Regions from separate parts of the Dromaius novaehollandiae genome. Here region 1 is linked to region 2. Evidence: chromatin contacts called from public Hi-C data. All regions are on one chromosome and are shown on one strand. Each heading gives the region's core, a stretch centred on a gene start, on an enhancer-like site or on the middle of the called end of the contact. The rest is flanking DNA. Distances are from core to core; before and after follow the strand shown.

The links. Hi-C and Micro-C count contacts between places; a contact is called where the count stands out from the background.
Region 1: a Hi-C map of ovary shows a contact between it and region 2, with 5 times the contacts expected there. The contact joins the promoter of GJA3 here to the enhancer-like site in region 2. A contact is called at or near these places in 3 of 4 Hi-C or Micro-C datasets (brain, liver and ovary).

The regions. Positions count from the first base shown.
Region 1 is chr1:199,717,261-199,720,117 of bDroNov1.hap1, forward strand. GJA3 (gap junction protein alpha 3) reads left to right here and starts at 1,601. Exons shown (of 2, transcript XM_026112092.2): 1 at 1,601-1,684.
Region 2 is chr1:199,595,854-199,598,993 of bDroNov1.hap1, forward strand. All of the region lies in intron 3 of CRYL1 (crystallin lambda 1), which reads left to right. Among named protein-coding and RNA genes, the nearest start is that of CRYL1, 24 kb to the left of the region's middle. Within about 2 kb of position 1,373, at least 1 of the 2 cell types and tissues checked has open chromatin away from gene starts, as enhancers often do.

The DNA of each region.
Region 1 (2,857 bases), core at 351-2,850, 120 kb after region 2:
CTAAGAGAAGAAGAGGAACGACCCATCTCCACCTCTGTCTCCTTCCTTCTCCCGGAACACAGAACCAGGCAGATGTAGAGGTGCAATGGGGATATATGGTACAGATTAGGTAAAAGATTACTGCTGTGATATTACTATACTTAGAATCATGGTACAGGTGTGTTTCTGATATATCACGCTTCTTTAGTTTATACCCATTTGTCTCGTGCCACCACGAGCCTTTAGTTTAATAGATATTTTCGTCCTCATTCAGTTGAAATATTTATAGGGAGCAATCAAGGCTCTGCTACGCTGCTCTTCAGAGTGTCTCAGGCAGAATTTGTCTTGGATAGTATTTTTACCGAAGGGAACAACAAAAGGCCTTGAGAAGGACCTGATACGGACATGTTTTCACCTCTCTGGCCGGCACATAGCTTACTATTAACAGAAACTTGTGTGTTGTTGCTGAAGAGCCATCATGCTGGTTTTTAGTTGTCTAATGTTTTCCCTACTCAGGGCAACAGCCAAGAACACAAGAGTCTGACCAAAAGGTAGGCAATGGTAATATTTTTGAGTATGGATGCTGAAAGTATCAACAGTCACATCAATGTGGACACGTAAAATGTAGTTGCAACCAATCAGGCTTTTCAAGCAGTCTGTGCACAACAGCATGACAGCTACTCTTGCCTGAGGAGGGTCTGTGAAAGACGCTTTTCAAAAATAATATCCATTGCAGAAACACAAAACAAAGCCTTCTGTGTGAAGAACTGAGGTTTAAGACGCACCTAACACCTCGCGGGTGAAAGCGAGATTCTCCCTCCCAGGTCCGCAGGCCCCAGCGGAGCCGTCTAGAAGCCGCCACCGGAGCCGAGCGGCTCCGCCGAGCCGTTACCGCGGCACCAACGGCCGCCAGCGGGCGGCGCTGCGTCGCGCTGCGCTGCGCTGCGGAAGGGCCGCAGCGGGCGTGTGTGCGCGAGAGAGACTCTCTGTTTTACACACGTTTTCCTTAAAAACATGACGCCAAGTCAGGAGTCACTGCCGCGAAGCAGTGGCGGCGAGTGACGGCCACAGTGCCCCGACTACACAGAGCCCCTCGCGGCCAGCGTGGACGGCGGGACCCGCCATTTCCCGGGGGGGCAGCGGGAGCCGGAGGCGGCTGCGGAGATGGAGGGACCCGAGGGAGCGGCTCTCGCCTGGCTCCCTCCCACCAGAGCCCTCGGGGGCTCTCCAACGGGGAGGCGCCGCTGGCCTGAAGCGGTGGCTCATTTCTTAGGCTTCTCGGAGGAAGAGGCTGTTTATTCCTTAGGAAATCCCACCCTGGCCTGCGGAGGATGATCATCCGCATGGCGGCGACGCCTTAAAAGCACGGGAGAGAAGGGCGAGCGTGAGGCACCCAAGCGCCCCGCGAGCTGCCGGGGTGCGGGAAGGCAATTAGCGCCGGCACCCGCCGAGGGCCGCGCAGACACCCGCGCAGCATGGCGCGGCATGGCGCAGCAGCCCGCGCCGTGCCAGAGCCCCTCGGCAGGGGGCTGCGTCCGGAGCTGGCAGAGCCGTCGGCTGCGGGAGGCGGGCGCGGGGAGGGGGGAGAGGGAGGGCCGGGTGCCCGGTGCCTATAGGGGAGGCTGTCCCCGGTCCCGCACCACAGGCGGCCTCCAGGCGACGGGCCGCCGCCTGCGCGAGGGGGCTCCGGCACGGGCGGCAGCAGGTAGGGCTCGGCCGGCCGGGCGAGCCGCGCCGCCGGCACCCTGCGCCCGCGCTTCTCTTCCACACGCTGAGAAAAGTTTGGCGGCTTTTTTTTTTTTTTTAACCCTTTCCCCCTTAAATGAAACCCTCTGGACTCCTCCGAGCGAGTTAAGCTTTCGCTGCTTAAAATAGCAAAGCGTCAGTCAAGCTGCCCCGCCAGCGGCCGGGCTGCGCCGAGGGGGCGGGGGGGAGGCCGTGGGCAGAGCCCGGTGCCCGCGCGGGCGCACCCGCCGGCGGCCTCGCTGCCCCTCCGCGGTGCCCCAGGGCCGCAGCGAGGGCTGCCCTCCGCGGCCGGGCGGGGCGGGGGGCCGCGGCGCAGCACTGCGCGTCGCTCTGAGGAGGAATCGGGGAGGCGGCATTGACTGCTCTGACTGCCCCGTGAGGAGCCGAGGGGCGGGGGGCCGCCGCTCGCAGCCGGGACTGGTGACGCTGCTGGGCGCCGTAAGCTGCCCCAGTGGGAGGTGGGGGAAGGCCTTCTTCATTCAGGGTTAGCGCTAACATCTGAGCGTCGATGTGCGGCATTTCGAGCCAGTTTTACTCCTGGAGTGGAATTAATCCTAAATAAAGCAGACCCGGCATTTCTTTCAGCTTTGTAAGTGGTGCCACACACCATGATGGAATTGATGAGTGTGACCGTAATGGCCCAGGGGTTTCCTGGGGTGAACTCAGTGTTACCTCAGCCCCTTCTTCTGAGCATGTTTTCACCTGAGCGTTTTCCTTTTGGGCTTTCTCCTGCGCGCACAGAAAACTGCCACGTGTCCTCCCTCAGGCCCTGCATCGACCAGGACTTTGCCTCGCTCTGGCCAAATGTTTGGGCTAAAATTTACCGAAAGTGTGCCAGTTGCTCACTTGTTCACTTAGGACTCAAAAGGAATGCAAAGTATTTGAGATGAATATACATTCTTTGGAATTTTCCACAGATACTTATGACTTAATTAGGCAAAAGTTTACCGTTGCTGTAAGTAAGGTGTGTTGTTCGTTTTTGTTTCTTTGTTTGTTTTTTTTCCCTGTAGGTATAGTATCAAAAGGCATTTGGATCCATCCCAGACTCCCTGAGGAATCACATAAGCCTGGGATGTTATTAGGAGTCCTGAGAGTGTGTTAGGTCTGTAAGAGCCTGGAATAAATAGGAAAA
Region 2 (3,140 bases), core at 123-2,622:
TACTGGGCAGGTAAACATGGATGTGTTTGCTTTCAGCTAGGTAAATATAACCTTAGGCCTGGTCTTATCCTGTCTACCTTAAACACTTAACAACACCAAAAGTTGCATTTTAGCCTCTGAGACCGTTGATTCTAAATGGGTTAACTGCCTTGACATCTTTGCAGAGGATTGGGGAAAATTTAAGGGTTAGAACAATTGAAGACCAAAGACTCTTGCTATAAAATATTTTATCAAGTCATTTTAATAACTCTTGTGATCCCTTTGTACAGTGTAATGACGGTCTTTGAGTTGAACTGAGAGATGGTGTTCCAGGAAGCAGCTTGCCAGTGTCACCCCCGTGGTGCTGCAGTTGCTGTTGCCCCCTCCTGACGGGCAGAATTGCCTTTCTTCTGGCTAACTCCTGTCCCAGCATCCAGCTGTGGCATAACTTCTTAGAGCATCACCTACGAGACTCCCCGATCAGTTGTTTCTCGTATGTTGTCTAATTGTACCATTTTCCTGGTTCCAGTCGCTTGCTTTGCAGTTATAGCTGGTTATATTCATTTTTCCCAAATCTCATCTGACTGGCAGCTTAAAAAAAAAAAGACGACACATGGTGCTTTTGGGGCAACTAAGTCCCCGAAGACAACCCATTTTCTAACTAAAGTGGGCATGTATGATTGTAGAAAGGCTCTTCCTTTAAGTCAGACAGTCAGCCTGTGCCACCTGAACTGAGCCAGATCTATTTAAAAGTGTAGTCAAGTGCTAGTGCAGAATTTGGTAGGAGGGCTGGTTGAACAGTAGTGTTCAAAAACAAAAAAAAAAAAAAAAAAAAGAAATGTTCTGTACACCTTCCCTTTGGCTTCTCATATGAGTGGAGTTTTATTTTATTCTTCACTCCTAACACTCTAAAATTCACTCCGATCTATCCTGGGTGTATAATAACTGGTATTGTCTACTATTACAAACTTGCCTGTTCAACTTTTGTCAGACACATGAACCTCATGGAAAAAGACAAATCTCTTCATATCATGATACTAACCCTAGATGAAGCTTCATTTGTGTGTATTTAAAAAAGAAAACAACAGCAACCCCCTCAGATCTGCAAGTTTTGACTCTGAATTGGGTAACATAGTTCTGAAAAACAGTGCTTCCCTAACTCCTGTTTTGTATTTCATACTAAGTAAAGGTTGAACAGGCATTTGTAGTGCAGTCATTTGTTCTGAACAGTGTACAGTGGCAGTAATTTGATAGTTTATTGCTCCAGTTCCTTAAAAGAGTATGTTTCTGAGCTACAGAAAAGTACAAAATGTTTCCCTCTGAAATGCTGGATTTCACCTCACTGGAGTGGTATTTACTTGTACTGTATCATGTGGGTAGAGACTCTGATTTCACTTAAGAGCTAGTGATTTAGCAAGCATCAGATTTCACACTGGTATGAACTAATACATTCAAGACACCTGAGTAGTTGTCAAATCTTTAGATTTGAAGGGAATTATAGCCCCCATTTTTTTAAAGTAGTTTAGCCTAAAAATACTGATGTTTTAACTGATGCTTTACAACTGCTACCTAAAAAAATTAAAACCACAAACTAAAAGACAGTAGATCAGTGAGATTAGATTCTATTAAAGCTTTTCTGAATATGAACTTAAGAGTATTTTAAAAGCCAGTCACTTGTAGATTTGCTATAAGACACTTTTTGAATTCCAGTTCAAAATATAGTTATAACAAGTTCAAACCCTATGAATCAGAATTAAATTTGTATAGGAGTTCCCCTTGCTCCAGTCCTCTGCTTCTCAACAGAACAGCATATGAGAGGATCCTGCCTCTATTGGAAGATTCACCTTTAGCTTTGTTGGCCTACCAGCTATAGAGTTGTCCAAAATCAGGCTGGAAGAGACTTCAGAGGTTACTTAACCCAACCCCAGCCCCAAGGCAGGATTGGTCATACCTAGACAAATGTCTGTCAAAATGGTTTAACCTGTTATTAAAAACCTTGTGTGATGGGATTCCTTCTCTGCCCCCATGTAAGTATTTTATTTTGGGGCATACCTGTCCTTACTCTGAGGGAGTCTGTAACTGAAGTCCCAGGATGTGAACATAGATGACCATACCTTTCTGTTTTATTTACTGTTTTATAGTTACATCAACTGGCAATAATCTGGGCCCCCTCATTAAAGAATTGCCAGTCTGCCTTTTAATTAAAGGAGGTGCTGTCCTTATCCTGTTCTCTTATGCCTGGTTTATGGAATACCACATCCCCTTCAGGCTGGGAATAAACACTTGAGTGCCCAAATTGTTTTGGGCTAGCTAGAGTTGTTTTACATCTAAAAAGTCTTTTGTCTACAAACATTTTGTTAATCATCTGGTGTTTGAACATGTGCTGGGAATCCCATTTTGGAGGAAGGTGTGTACTGAGGGCTGTGGGAATGAATAGCTGCAGGGTGGGGTGGGGGGAAGGTAAACAACCTATTGAGCTTTGGTCATACTGCCTTGCTTGTATCCCATCTTGTTTGGGTTCCTGCATTTCCCCCAGGTGTTTCAGGGTCCATCTCACTTGATCTCACCTCCCTGCTCTGGTGCACAGCCAGGTACTTCCCTCCATTCCCCCTTCTCTGTGATCCCAGCTCCTGAGGTGGGGGCTCAAGTTCAAATCATGTTCTAACATAAAAATAATGTCACTTTCTAGAGTCTGTGCTCTTATTAAAAAAAAAAAAAATCCTCATTCTAACTGATCAAAATGCTGGCACCACATTGCAAGATGTGTGTAGCCTGGGGACTCCTTTGGTAAGAGCTGTATGCTATAGCTGTGTCCCAAACCTATGAGTTTTGTTTTCCTTAACTCCTGCAGTAGTCCTTGTGCTCCATACTATCCTTGGCTTTTCTTATTATTCCCAATTTACCTTTTTTGAAATCTCAGACACTTGTAGACACTCCCAGTAGTTTTTTTTCAACCACAGTTTTAAGGGCAAATGCTTTGGAAAGTCACTGTCAAAACTCCGATAGGTCTAGAAAGAGCTGTTGGGAGGTAAATTTCAAAAATGCAAGGGCAGGAGGAGGAAAGTTTCCTTGAAAGACTCCATGACCTTCTTTCCTTCTTTCCTCCCTCTCTCCCTCCCTTTTCTGCTACATGCTAGGGAAAGGAATTGACTCCTGGCAGT